Regions from separate parts of the Cricetulus griseus genome. Here region 2 is linked to region 1. A link is a contact called in public Hi-C data. All regions are on one chromosome and are shown on one strand. The core of a region is the stretch at or near the end of the contact, and the rest is flanking DNA. Distances in the headings are between cores, read along the strand shown.

Region 1 (7,528 bases), core at 2,134-4,633:
GGGACAGAGTGACTGACAGCTCAGGAGATGAGCCAGTGTTCCCAAGCTTCTCTGAGAACCCATGGATTCTGGGGGCAGCCAGGTCACCTTCACACAGAAGTCTGGGGCTACAGTTTCATCATCAATCCTGACTTAGCTAGGTTGGAGAAGGGATGGTCCCCTGACCCCAAACCCTGACTCACCAGGATGTTCTGGTTTCCTTTAGTGAATTCTCTGAAGGCCTCAGTGACCTGTTCCCTCGTTTTGGTCTTCTTGAAGTCACGGTTCACAGAGCCATCTTCCTTCTGCAGAGGGAGGCACCCAGAGGAGTCAGCAGAGGGCCCATGGGATGGACTGCTCACGATCATGACCCTCACGCTGCTCTGTGGAGGTGGTCAGGTGCCCAGGGATGGTGCAGGAAGGCAGGTACAACAAGGCCATTGTCACCTGGTGCAGGAGAACCTGTCCTGGGCCCCAACAGAGGAATTCACAGAGTGGCCCTAGACCCCTGGCCACACACTGCTTTAGGAAGTCCTGGTGGTGTGAGGGTGTCTGAGACAGCAATGTGTGTTAGCAGCCATCTGGATGATCAGGCTAACTATCACCCTATCATAGGCTTGTGTTCAAGTGACCCTCATTTTATAGTGACCCAAAGCATGAGAGCCACAATGCTGGTACTTAGTTTTTTTTTTTTTTTTTTTTTTTTTTTTTTCCCCAAGATTTATTTGTTTATTAGGTATACAGAGTTCTGCCTGCATTATGCCTGAATACCAGAAGAGGGCACCACATCTCATTATAGATGGTTGTGAGCCACCATGTGGTTTCTGGGAATTGAACTCAGGACCTCTAGAAGTGTTCTTAACCTTTGAGCCACTTCTCCAGCCCCAATGCTGGCAATTTTTATGATTTGGCAAACAGAAGCGATAAAGTGTCTCTAAGGGAAAAGGTATAAAAGAAGTGTGTGTGTGTGTGCGTGTGTGTGTGCATATGTCATACATTCTCATACATGTATGTGCACAATTTCATATTGGTTCTCTAGATTCCAGACATTTGGTTTGGGTCTTGTAATGCGCTGCAGGGGATACTATGCAGATCCCCCAAGTCTGTGGTGTAAGCCTGTGTCTCTCATCCACTCCCTCATCCACCATCTCCATGTTCTGAGCTCAGTACTCCTGTTCAGGCTGTCCTGGGCAAGCACACAGAGCTCTGTTCTCTTGAGACACTCGGGTTGGAAGGGTGGGTCCGGCAGGAACCCTGGCCCTTGCACCTGTCCACCTCCAGTCTGAAACAGGTGACAGCTATAACTTCAGGAAGGCTTGCTGCAGGGAAACAGCAAGCAGCTGGGTCGGAGGGAGCAGTGAATGGGAGCCTTCCTTGTAGGGCCTCCCTGCTAACTGGGACAAGGAAGGGCAAATGGTGGTGCATGCAGTTAGCCTCCCTCGGCCGGTGGATGCTGTCGGCTATACGAAACTGCGGCCAGGAGCACATCTTGCCTGGGTGAACGGTGCCAGGGCATGCTGTTCAGACAGACCACAAATGGAGAGGACGTGTATATATAAATTGCATCCAGTCTGAGAGCTGGATACTTCCAAGAAAGAAGGTTGCTTTCAGAAGAGAAGGAAGGACAAATGATTTTCTCACTCCCTAAGCTCTAGAAGCCAGTGAGACCCTGGTGATCTCAGGAACGCACATCTCCACATTATATGAGAGAAGGCTACAGCAGCAAGCTACCCAACTCTGACTCCATACTGGAGAGGGGCCAGGCAGACCTTGCCTGGGGAGAAAAAGGGAGGACCAGGGCCCTTGGAGGGACAGTCAAGTCACCTGCCCTGAAAGCATGGCCACCTGAGACATGGGGAGCCTGTATTCCCTCTCCCTGCTTCTAGCTAGGTCTTGCATGTCTAGTAGTTAGGGACATGGAATGGGATACGAGCTCCTTTTCAGGGCACCCAAGAGGAAGGGATGGACGATGAGGTTTCCAAGGCCATCCCAGGTAGCCACACACCTCTCCTTACTGGCAGTGAGCCCACACCTTTCCTGTGGCAGGCATCCAAGCTGGCGCCTATGTGGGGTCCTCTGTACAGCCCTACAAATAAGCCACCTCCACTTCAAGGTCTGCCACCTGCATCTTCAGCTGCAGAATGGGCAAACACCTCTGAGGCTGGCTGTCCATACTTAGGCCTGTAGAGGTGAGACTTACAGACTCCAGCATCCCAAGTCCCTGGTCACCACTGACAATCATGATCCTCAGCATCCTCAGGCCACACCTCACAGGTCTCACCTTAATGCCCTCGATCCTGAAGCCCAGGGTAGCTGTGGAACTGATGGTTTCTCGCCACTGCATGTAACGTGGCTTGGTCACAGCTCGCTGAGCTTTCTCCTCCTCAGTCGGGGCCTCGGGGTCTACTTCAACCATCTTCTGATACATGTCCTTCCGCAAGCTAGGCTTCTTCCGGGCCTTGGTGAGTTCTTCCTCCAGGTATGTCCTGCATGGGAGATGAAGGGCATGAGTCCTAGGGCTGGGTTACAGCTCCCTGGTGAATGAAGACCCTGAGCTGGCTGTGCCTGGTTCCAGGACAATGGTTAACATAGCAACATCTAAGATGAGGCATATTCAATGGGAGATCCATGCACTGTTTGAGCTCATTTGAGAGACAGAGCATCCCCAGTGCTCCCAGAGCACCTTGATGCTGGCACTGTGAAGGCCTGATAAACTTAGGAGCCCCCTCTAAGGGACTTTTTCTAGGGTCAGCAGAAGGCAGGTGTAAGGACAGTGCTCAATGTGTGGAAAAGAGACAGAAGGTGGGTTCCTCTTGGAACTCTGATGTGCCCTGGCAACCTGGAGAGCATATTCTGTCCTTCCAACCTTTCTCCCTGTCCCCTTCAGCCTGCGGCTGGGTGGCATCTCTGGCTTTTTGCAGCAGAGTTCATCAAAGCACAAAGGGCAGCATAAGTGGGATCTGAGTGACCTGTGCTGGAGAGGGATCCGAGTGACCTGTGCTGCAGTGGGATCCGAGTGACCTATGCTGGAGAGGGCTGCTCAGGGCTCCATAGCCCAGTTGTGTCTCAGAGATAAAACTGATCCCAGGAAGACTAAGAGAATATGAATTGCCTTATGTGCTTCCCTTTGCTGTAAGAGGAGTCTGCAGGCTAAATGGGTAAGGACACTAAGCTCCTGGGGGACGTGACAGGCAGAGACAGGCCAGGCTCAGAGCTGTCTGGAGTGGAGTCCTCAGTTCAGAACTCGAGGACCCATCCAGATCTTAGCACTACCCTCACAAACTCTCACCATCACCTCCAACTAGAAAGATGACTCACTCCAGCCCTCTCCCCTGCAACAGCCTTCCCAGCTGTGTGCACGCTGCCCGGGCCCTCATGAGGCAGCGCGGTCAGCAGTCAGCTGCAGGATGGGGAAGTGGGCCCCTTGCGCCCTGCGTGGGTGTGAGCTGCCTCAGAGGCACCCTCCCTTCCCCCTGACCACTCTTCTTTCCTGCCCCCCAGGCACTGTCCCAATGTGCCTCTCCACATTTTCCCAGAATGCCAGTCTGGGTTTCAGAACAGACGGAAATGATTTCAGAAACCCCTGCACCCATTAGTATTTACACAGAAAGAGAGAACTCCCAATTCCCTGGGATGTGCGTGTGTAAACGGGTCCTGGTTTCTGGGAAGACTGTAAGGGGAGTGCATTAGCTCAGGTTGGGTTCTTGCATGCATATACATCCCATGTGCCATGGACACTCACACTCATACACGCTCATGCACACAGCACACTACCGTGTAGGCAGACACCGAGTTATCAGTGGACCTGTGTACCGTGGGGAAGGAACTCATGCCTAAAACCCCTGAGAGTGCAATGCAGGCCTGCAGGGCAGGCAGGAGCCACACTTGTGCCAAGAGTTCTCAGCATCTCCTTAAACATGGACCTTTCTTCAAAGGGGCCCCCACAGCTCCATTTGACAGGCAGAGTCAAATGCTCCTCAGGCATGGACAGGGGCTTGGAAGGGATGTTCCCAACAGCTACTAGCTGGGTAAAAGGTCTATTAGAGGAACCATTGGTCCCTCTCACTGCCTGCTGCAGAGGCAATGCCTGAGCATGGAGAGCAGAGACCTGCTCATCAACTTCTGGAGCCCAGAGAACAGATCCACAGAGACCTGTTCCCTGATGGCCAGAATCTGGGAAAGAGGCTGACTCAAGATAAAGAAAGGGAGGTGGCCAGACCATGGGAGACCAACAGATGTCAGGGACAAGGCGAGAACAGCTTCTCCAGGGCCCAGGGGCTGGACCCAGCCCAGTCCTAGGTCAGAATGACAAAGATTCAACCACAGTGACTGGGTTGCCTATGAGCAGTGTGAGCACCCTCTAACTTGGAGCCAGGTCCCTAGAAACACCCTGGTTTAAGATGCCTCCAGGGTCCACACGACTTCCTCAGTACCCCCAGCTATAATCCACCATGACTAAGCCTGGCTCTGCTGACAGGCCTTCCCACTATTTTGTAAGCCTCTGCCTCATGCCCTGAAACCTAGTGTTTGACGAGGACCTGTGTCCTAGCCTCTTTCTGAAGCAAGGACAGGCCATGCTCTGTTGACAACCACAGACTGCTTATCTGAGTGCATGCACAGAGGGCTATGTTTCTGAGCTACTGCATTTTGGAGAGGACTAGCCTGCCGCTCCAGGGAGCCCTGTGGAAACTGGACTGCTGGCATATCCATGGAAGACAGAGCACAGTTGGAGTCCTGGTGTGCAGTCCATAGACCTGGGCACATCTGTGCTGCCGCTATCAGGAAGGGATCCCTGGCGATCCCTGATCAAATGATAGCATGGCCTACCCTCCCAGTGTGGCTGGCTGTGGGACACACTAGGACAGTGTGGCTGAGGTATTTAGTACTGTGCTCAGAGCACAGAAGGCTCTTAGGGTCTGTGTGTGGGAAAGGTAGAGCTGGGGTGAGTGATGTTTCTGGAGAGTCCTGGCCCATTCCTTAGCCCCATGCAGGATGGGGTTAACTGAGCCCCTTTGGGTGGAAGAGCTCTGAGGTACAAAGAGAGAGAGGCTACTGGGCTAGGAGACAAAGAAAGCTTGGGGGTATGGGTACCCTGTCCCTGCAGTTCCCCAGGGAGCAGTCAGCCACACAAGTCAGGAGGTCCAGGCAGGGCTGACTTTCAGGTGTAGTTGTACATGTCTAGGCACCTGGAGGACTGCCTTGTGGGACTGCGCATGTGCCTACCTCCCTCTCCTGTAGGCAGACTGAGCCCTGGTCTTCCCACGTTGGAAGGAAGGTCAGGGCCTCTGTTTGAGTGGACATATTCCAGTGCATTGTGGAAAGAAGTTTCTGGAGACAGGAATAAAACAGCCAGAGAGCTGAGGCTGTGTGGTGGCTTCAAGGACATTCTGCTTTCTCCCTCACCTGCCCTAGCTCCCTGTGGGCCAAGACACCGGGGGGCTTTGGAATGCAGGAGGTAGCTAGTGATAGGAAGAACTAACAGCAGGGCTTGGATTTCTCCATGACCCCATCCCTACACTAGAGACAAAGGAAAGGGATATGTCTTGGTCAGCTGGCAGGGGCTGATCTTAGGACAGAACTCCAGGAGGAATGAGAAGAAAGGAGTTGTGATTGCCTTAATCAGAGCGCACCGAGCTCTCCCTTCTTCCTTCTCGGTATCTTCGTGTAAGAAACAACATCTGGTGGGCTGGGGAGGTAGATCAGAGGGTAAAGTGCTTGCCACACAAGCCCGAGGACCTGGGTTCGATCCCTAGAACCCACATAAAAGGTAAGGCATTGGGGCATGCACTTATCCCAGTGCTCGGCAGATGGAGGGGGGGGGGAAGCCCACCTGATCAGAGAGGTCTTAGAAAAGAGGCTGGCCAGTTCCTGAGGAACAAGACCCAGGGCTGACCTCTAGCCTCCACAGGCACATGTGTAGACCAAAGCACACGCATACGCAGCCACCCCAGATCAGATGAACTATTCAAATCAGATACGGGCTTCAGCTCTGAACTCAGTCCACTGTCCAGCATGGGTATCTGCAGCCAAAATCAGGCTCTCTGGGGTGGACATGCAGTACTGGAAACCTCAGAGGCTGGCAGCCTGGAGGCAGGGAGGAGGGCTTTATGGCCCTCCAGGCTCTGGAGCTCTCTGCAAGGTGTGGAGTCACTTCAGGCCCACCTGCCACCTGCCACAGGGGCCTCTGCAGCTCCCAGACTCCATCTATAGTTGCACCCTAGTGGCAGGTCCTTTTGCTTCTTCTTTTTTGAAACCAGCATGTATTACACACTTGCTCTGTGGTCTCTCTCTCCGTTCCTGTCTCCACTGAGGCTCACTGACCAGGAGATCATTGCTTGCTTCCTCCCTGCTGGGCACTCACCTTCAGGAGCAGCCCTCCCCCCAACTAGTGTGCAGCTCTTCTGCCTGGTCCCCAAGAGGCTCAGCACCCCGCCAGGGCCCCTGCCTTGTCTTCTCTAGATCACAGGGCAGAGCCAGCACCCCGTGTCCTCGGCATAGCCAGGCATGATCGGGAGGAGCATACGCAGTAAGGAGTAGGGCTCACCTGATGCCCATCTTGCAATCCATCACGCAGGGTGAATCGAAGTCAGCCAGCAGGTCATCCATCTGGTTGTAGCGTTCCCCGTCCTTCACCACGTCCCCATGGTAGGCTGGCACGAAGGGTCTCAACACATCAACCATGAGCCGGTCCAAGCATCGCTGCTCAGACTCACAGTGCTTCTTTAGGATGCGGCCATTGGCAGCTGCCTTGAAGCTCCCTGCAGAGTAAGGAGGAGGAGGGGGTCTCTAGCCGCAGCGGAAGCCAGGGGTATCTGGGACCCCTCCCCACCCTCACCCCTGTCTCTTCCAACAACCCCTTGGAAGCTGCATCAGAACCGTCCCCCTCCTGCTGCAAGACACAACCCTGGCCAAGCTGAGGGCTGAAGGTGTGGCCATTTATAGACAAGTAACTTAAGGCAAATGGCTACAAATCCTGGTCACCCATTCACTGACTGCAACCCTGGCTGCTCTTCTCTGCCTCCTCTGACTCCAAGCTCCTCACAACCAAAGTTATCAACAGGACAGTGCAGAGTTCTACCCACTCCTCAGTATTACTATGAGCAACTCACCCCGATCCCAGCCCTACTTCTTAACCAAGCAGGTGCCCCTGAGTCTTAGGAGAAGAATCTCAGTGCCTAGAGAGGGGACAGAGTGGGCACGGGCCTTCTGGTCAGTGTCCCTTCAGAGCCACACCCTCAAGGAGTATTAACAAAGGGTGTTCATCTATATCTTGGTCTAAGCCTGTGTTGGCCTGAAAAGAACCTGCAGGCCCATGAAATCATGAGGGTCAAGTCCATGGGTGCCTATGAGGTTTCCCCAGAGGACAAAAAAACATGTTAAAGGGCACCATATGGGGCCAAGCTGACTGCCAGCACTTTGGTGTCTACGGGGTGACTTGGCTGCATCTCCCACCAATTCTCCCATGGCCTCTTAGCCGTGCCCAGGCCATTGCAGAGTCCTTCCAGGTGAGGCTGTATCTCCACTGGCACTGTAGCCCCTAGAACACGGT
Region 2 (7,528 bases), core at 3,117-5,616, 140 kb after region 1:
TATGTGAATTCTACCTCTGTGATAGGAATGTTCAGAAAGTTCGAAGCTTGAGAGGTAGATAAATAAAGCCATATCAGTGGGGTATACTATATTTACAAACAATAGCAAATTCCTTCGGGGAGGGAAAGGAAGCACAGAACTAAAGGGGATGTTTTGTTAGTTCCAAAGCAGGATGTGAGCAAACGTGATCGCGTCCGTCCGCCTGCTGCGATTGCACTTAGCAGCTCCATATCGTTTTCAGAAGGCCCGGTAGGTAATTTTGGTATTTTATAGATTATTGGAGAGCAACTACATCCTGTTTCCTGGAATGCAGGAAGGGCTGGGGTCACCTCGCAGCACACACAAACAACACAATTCATGGGCCATTCGGGATGGGCCATCTTGGAATGAAACCTTGGAGAAAATGAACTGGTAATCTTTTCAGATTGTCCGTTGCTAGCTTTGGGAGTTCAAATCCCACAAAACAAGTGGTCTGTGTGTCTTAGTTACTTTCCTCTTATTGCAACTAAACGCCTGACCAAAAACAGCTAAGGAAGAATGATTTTGCTCTCAGTTTTTAGGTACAGCTCATCATGGTGGGAAAAGCCACAGCAACCACACTGGGTAGCCAGAGACGAACACTCATGCTCAGCTCCCCTTCCTATTTTTCCCAGGACCCCCCAGCCCATGGAATGGAGTCGCCCACATTTAGGGTAAGTCTTTCCACTTCAGTTAACCTAATCAGGAGGTACCTCACAGACTTGCCTGAGGTTTGTCTCCTGGCTGATTCTAGATTCTGTCAAGTTTGCAATCGATATTAGCCATCATACTAAAGAGAGTTTGCAGGTTATTATAGTGTCAGGAAGTCCTGATGCCCCCATAATGGGCACGTTTTAGGCATTAGTTAAACTAAAAAACACAGGCTTGTGAGATGGCCAAGTATCTGGTGTGAAGGCACAGGGGTCTGAGTTTGGATGCCCAGCATCCAGGTAGCTGCTGAACATGGGGGAACACGTCTACAGCCCTAGCACTAGAATCTACTTCTGTGGAAAGAATGGGAAGGACACGGTGGGGGTGGGGGTAAGAGACCCCTAGGTCCCGGAAGATCCCCAGGAATTTGCTGACTAACCTGTGCGGCTAAAATGATGGACTCCAGGTTCAGCAAAAGAATACTTTAGAAAATAATATGGATAGTAGTTGAGGAAGACAGCTATACTGAATTCAGGTCTCCATACATATAGGCACAAGGAAACATGCAAGTATGCACACGCATATACAACAACAACACACACAAATAATAATGTTAATAATAATAATAATAAAATTCAGAAACCAGCCACCCTCTTATCCCTAGCCATTATGTCCACTCACTCAACAACAACAACAAAATTCCGTATTGTGGTGGAGGGCCTGGAGTAGCACAGTAGGCAGATGTTAAAAGACCCCGGTGGCTCAGGCCCCCAGGATCTCGGACCAGGACCACGGCCACCCCGTCACCAGGCGAAGGTGAAAACTTGATGCAAACAGCATGAGGCTTTATTGTTGTTTAACGAGCTAACCCCATGTTAGCTTGGGTCTTTCATCTACCCACGATGGTGGATGGCTAGGAAAGACCTCTGAGAAGCCATGGGACCGAGATATTATAGGACAGCATAAGGGGAGTGTCTAGGGGTACCCACAGGCTCAGGATTGGTGTGCCTCCAGGCTTGGAGGGTTTGCCCTGTGTTGATTGGCCAACTGGTTGTTATGGCCCATAGGCCCTCCCAAGGTGGTTGCTATGCTCTGCAAGTCATTGCTATGCACTTGTCCGTAAAGCACACCCAGAGCTATAAAGCATAGCACCACCAGCTAACTTCTGATTGGTTCCTGGCCTTGAGGCAGGCATCTGACCTCCTAGTGATCAAGGCAAGGTCAGACAAGCACGTGTTAGGCTGTTATGGCTGCCGAAATGGGGAGCTGGTCCCTTCATTGTTAGTTCTATCTGTCTGATGAGAGTCAAGCTCTGGGGGGAAATCGAGGAAACAATGTTTTGATTTTCTTGTATTGCACAGAGGCTGGCCAAGAAGGCACGTGTTATAAAAGCAAGGCACCTGCCCCAGGAACAGGGAGGGACAAGGATCCTCCTCCATGGATGATCTAATGGCAGAGGGAACAAAGGTTGTCACTCGGCGCGGGGGGGGGGGGGGGGGCTTGGTTGAGAGGATGGAACTTAGCCCCCGCCCCCCACTCCGTGTTCCCTGTTTCCCAGGAAGTTCTGACTTTGTAGAGGACTCTCTTTAATGAACACATACTTGGGAGAGCAGGCATTAAGCAAAAGTGAATGTTGGGCTGGAACTCGCTGTATCCACATCAGTCATGATTTCAGTTTATCATGATGGATCAGCAGCCATGGTGAAGACAGCCCACTGGGTAATAATCTTGGTTTCTATCGGAACTCTACTTGAACTTTTAACTAGAAATAACAGGCCCACGGCAAACTTTCTGGGACTAAGCTTCCTCGTGTGGTAAAGGCCACACAGCTCCAGCAGCCTGTCTTCCTGCTTTCCTCTGAACAGGCTGGCTGCAACCGTTGACTGTTCCCCTTGCCATTCCCTCATCAGTGACTATCCTTATCTTCCCACCCTGAAAACACAACCGTTAGTATACCATTAGAACTCATTTCTTGGGAATGCGTTTCACTGAAGGAACATTGGAAAGATCTGATGAAATGCCATGTTGATTGCTATTACATTGTGAACTGTGAAAACCAGACGTTGGTGGCGCACGCCTTTAAACTGGGCACTTGGGAGGCAGAGGCAGGTAGGTCTCTGTGAGTTCAAGGCCAGCCTGGTCTACAGAGAGAGGGTCAGGACAGGCTCCAAAGCAATACAGAGAAACCCTGTCTCCAAAAGCCAAAAAATAAAAAATAAATTGTGAACTATGGACAAAGTCTTATGCTTCCCGGAGATGTTTTTTATTATATTTTATTAATTTAGTGTGTACGTCTCTCTCTCTCTCTCTCTCTCTCTCTCTCTCTCTCTCTCTCTCTCTCTCTGTGTGTGTGTGTGTGTGTGTGTGTGTGGTGGCAGCCAGGACAGCTTGTAGGAGTCAATTCTCCTCCTACCATGTCTGTCTGTCTCCCTCTTCCTTCCTTCCTTCCTTCCTTCCTTCCTTCCTTCCTTCCTTCCTTCCTTCCTTTCTCCCCCACCCTCCCAAAATGAGACAGAGACAGGGTTTCTCTGTGTAATTAGCTGTCCTGGCACTCACTCTTGTAGACCAGGCTGGCCTTGAACTCACAGAGATCCACCTGCCTCTGCCTCCTGAGTGCTGGGATTAAAGGCGTGCGCCACCACCTGTACCACCGTATATGTTTTAGGATTGAACTCAGGTCATCACACTTGGCAACAAGCCCCTTGTCCCACTGCGCTCTCTCACTGGTCCTCTGAAGACTTTTAGGCTAGGTTATTTCACCTTAACCATAAGTTGTGGTACAGTTCCATGTGGAGTGCTTGCCTGGGACGCATAAGACCGTGGGTTCTACCCCTGGCACCCCCCAATCCACCCTTCTTATAGTCACTGTTCTATTGCTGTGCAAAGAACCACAATCAAGACAGATTTTATAAAAGAAAGGGGCTTGCTTCCCGTTTCAGGGACTTAGTCCTTTATCATCGTGGCAGCAGGCAGGCAGGCATGGTGCTGGAGAAGTAGCTGGGAGCTACATTCTGATTTACAGGCAGCAGCAACAGCAGAGAAAGCCCCTGGGCTAGGTGTAGGCTTTTGAAACTTCTGAGTGCACCCCCTGTGACATACCTTCTCCAGCAAGGTCACACCTACTCCAACAAGGCTATACCCCCAATCCTTCTCAAACAGTCCACTCCCTGGTGACTAAAAATTCAAATATGAGCTTATGGGGGGGCATTCTCATTCAAACCACCACACCATCCAAAGGTAGAAGAATATAGAGGATGATAATTAAAAAAAAAATCTTCAGGACTGGGGAAGGAAGAAGCCTCCCTGGCATTAGCAATCTCCAAATGAAGCCATAGGCAAGACTGTGACACCTTCTCATGAGTTGCAAGAGCCTTCCCTGTGGCATCCCCCTGGAGAGTGTGGAAACACTTCTTAAAGTGTAGATTTGATTTTGCAGTTGCTACAGTTCTTAGGAACTGCCCCCCCATGCCACCCCCACTTCTCCTATACTCTGTAATTTTCTATATGCTGTTGAATTTTCAGGTCAGCGTTCTTGGCTCAGTCTCAAGAGCTGCTTTCAATGTGAAGGCCTGGGATAAGCACCTCCTTTACAGCCATTCCCACAGCACTTCTGGTTTCTAAAGTGATGTTATAAACTGTCAAGTGACTCAGAAATCCCAGGAACAAGTCCCTGATGGAGTGCAGAAGGAATGATGACTTCACCGGAGGCTGGCCCGGGGAAGGAGGGAGGCACGTCTCTCATCACCGTGGCAAGCGCTCCTGGCCTCACAGCAGCTCCTGGAAGTGATGTGCCTGGAGGCCTGGCTCACATCTGGCTGATCCATCCCTCAGCTTGGCTCGGGTTCCTGAGGGAGGGGAAGAAGAGAAAAATCAGGTGACCAAGCAGCTCACCCCCCTGGCCCGGAGAAAGCAGGAAGCTGTCATCCCTGGGGAAACCGGCTCAGACTCTGTATCCAAGGAGACTGCCCCTATCTCCCCAGACAGTCCTTTCTGGAACCAACCTGCAAGCTCCTCGTTCACTTACAAGCTCAGTCACCATCTGAACCCGGCTCCTCCTTGGCTAGTCAGACCCAATGAGGTCCGGCTGCTCTGTGGTGGCTGTGACACTCCTCAGCTGTAGCTGGGAACCCATCTGTGTTGGATCTCACTGGACAGTTCTGCTTGGCTGCCACAAGAGCATGCTTCACCTTCCAGCATTAGAACGGGCAGGCCACTGCCATGCCAGGAGGTGACACAACCGAGAGGAAGAATGGGCAGTTGGAGACTTGGTAGCAGAGAGATTTATGGAGGAAGAATCTTGACCAGCAGCTCTTAACCTGTGGGCTGAACAAACCTTTCACAGGGATTGGCTTAGACCATCCTGCATATCAGATGTCTACATTAAGGTGCACAGGAGCAGCAAAATTACAGTTATGAAATAACAACAGAAATAATTTTACGGTTTGGGGGTCACCACAACTTGAGGAATTCTATGAAAGGGTCACAGCATCAGGAAGGTGTAGAACCACTGATCTTGACAGAACCATAGGAAGGCCAGGAGATCAGGGCCAGAGCTGCAACAGTGTAAGGTGGTACTCAAGCCCTCCTTCCCGTTCCACAGACAGGTGCTGCTGAAGCCTGGATGGTGCGATGGGATACCAGTATCAAAACGGCTGCCCTGGAGAGCTTAAGAGTTACTCCACTGAACCACAAGAAGGTACCTCTGCTCACATAGGGGCCTCTTATCGGTAGAGTAACAACATGTCTGTGACCTACCTGTAAAACATCTGGCCTGGAAGTCCCTAAAAATAGGAAAAGCAGTCATAAATATGACACATGCTCATCTCCTAATTTAGTCACCATGGCCTGAAAATGGACAGTCCAATCCCTGTGAAAGGGTCCTTTATATAGAAAAGCATGATTTTTGCATATGTCCTACACATATGCCCCTAAATACTTCTTCATCTCTAGGTAACTTCTAATGCCTAGAATGCTATAAATCCTAAGTCCATAATTACAGTGCTGCACGAGTTAGGGTAAAGGGCAAGAAAAAAGGTCTACCCACTTTCAGTATAGATACCTTTTTTTTTTTTATTATTTCATGTATTTTTGGTCTGTGATAGTTTGAATCTGCAGCCAGGGAACCCACAGATAGCGTTCACTCTGTCGTTCTCTATTCTCTCTGTCTCTCTGTCTCTCTGTCTCTCTGTCTGTCTCTCTCTTTCTCTTTCTCTCTCTCTCTCTCTCTCTTACACACACACACACACACACACACACACACACACACACACACACACACACACGCGCGCGCGCTCGCTCGCATATGTGTTTAAAACTTACTCTGTTGTTTCCAGAAGAGGTGAGACTGTATAGATGCCGTGGCCATTTTCCTGTCTCCTGAACATAAATCCAGTGATTTTAAACAATGTACATTCCTTCTCACACAGTTTTGTTTTGTTTTGTTTTGTTTTTTCCCAAGACAGGGTTTCTCTGTGTAGCTTTGGAGCCTATCCTGGCAGTCGCTCTGGAGACCAGGCTGGCCTTGAACTCGTGATCCTCCTGCCTCTACCTCCTTCAGCAAATCCTACCGGCGTGCGACACCACAACTGGCCTCGCACAGTTCTAAAGGTCATAATTTTGCAATCAGTCTCACTGGGTTTTAATGAAGGTGCTCACAGGCTGGCATCCCTTCTAGAAGAAACTCTGTCCCCTTGCCTTCTCAGCCTCTGTCACTACCTGCTTCTTGTGGCTCACAGCCCCTCTTTGTTCTGTCTCCATTTCACAAGGATACCAGGGGGATCACATCATGCCCAGAGCATTGACTCAACATATCTGCACAGTCTCTTTTGCACACTAGGTAGCACAGTCCCAGGTCCCAGGGATGTATACCATGGGTGTATTTGGGACCAATATTCAACTGCAGCATGTCTCAGGGGACAGCCAGTTGACTGGCTGCACAAAGGCCTCTGTGCTGGCAAACTGACCATAGTCCAGAATCCCACCTCCATCCTTTTTGCCAACATCCCAAACTAACAGATGTTGGCTCAACACCATCAGACACCATTGAACAAACTAGAGTACTATGCTGGCTAGGGCTTTGTCAACCTGACACAAGCTGGAGTCACCTGGGAAGAGGGAACCTCAACTGAGAAAATGCCTCCCTCAGATTAGCCTGTGGGTAAGCCTTTGGGAGCATTGTGTTGATTGATGATTGAAATAGGCGGCCCCAACCCTTTCTGGGTGGTACTACCTCTGAGCAGGGGGTCCTGAATTGTATAAAACTGAGCTGAGCGGGGCTGGAGAGATGGCTCAGTGGTTAAGAGCACTGGTGCTCTTCCAGAGGACCTGGGTTCAATTCCCAGCACCCACATGGCAGCTTACAACTGTCTGTAACTCCAGTTCCAGGGGATCTAACACCCTCACACCAATGCACATGAAATAAAATTATATATACATACATACACACCGAGCTGAGCAAGCCAGTAAGCAGCCCTCCTCCATAGCCTCTGCTTCTTGACCCCAGGTTTCTGCCATGAGTTCCAGCCATGACTTCCCTCCAAGCCAGTAAGCAGCCCTCCTCCATAGCCTCTGCTTCTTGACCCCAGGTTTCTGCCATGAGTTCCAGCCATGACTTCCCTCCTCCATGGACTGTGACCTGAGAGATGTAAGATAAAATAAACTCTTTCTTCCCAAGGTCACTTTTAGTCGTGATTTTCTGTCTCAGCAATAGAAACCCTAAGGCAAGTACCAACTGATCTGCTTGTTCCTTTTCAATCGGAAGGCGCCACATCTCCTGGACTTGAGAATGTCAGCTTGCTATCATATTAAAACGACAGAGGTTCCAGAGGACACAGTCTGATGGAAACTCTCTCAGCCTGTG

What was found. A called contact is a pair of places that touch in the nucleus more often than the background predicts.
Region 2: a Hi-C map of the CHK-Q cell line shows a contact between it and region 1, with 9 times the contacts expected there. The contact joins two enhancer-like sites. A contact is called at or near these places in 7 of 8 Hi-C or Micro-C datasets (the CHK-Q cell line, the CHL-YN cell line, the CHO-K1 cell line and 3 more).

The regions. Positions count from the first base shown.
Region 1 is chr5:13,837,613-13,845,140 of CriGri-PICRH-1.0, forward strand. Itpkb (inositol-trisphosphate 3-kinase B) reads right to left here. Exons shown (of 8, transcript XM_027418844.2): 4 at 6,524-6,737; 5 at 2,261-2,465; 6 at 183-284. Among named protein-coding and RNA genes, the nearest start is that of Itpkb, 82 kb to the right of the region's middle. Within about 2 kb of position 3,384, at least 1 of the 6 cell types and tissues checked has open chromatin away from gene starts, as enhancers often do.
Region 2 is chr5:13,975,460-13,982,987 of CriGri-PICRH-1.0, forward strand. No RefSeq gene overlaps it. Among named protein-coding and RNA genes, the nearest start is that of Psen2, 11 kb to the right of the region's middle. Within about 2 kb of position 4,367, at least 1 of the 6 cell types and tissues checked has open chromatin away from gene starts, as enhancers often do.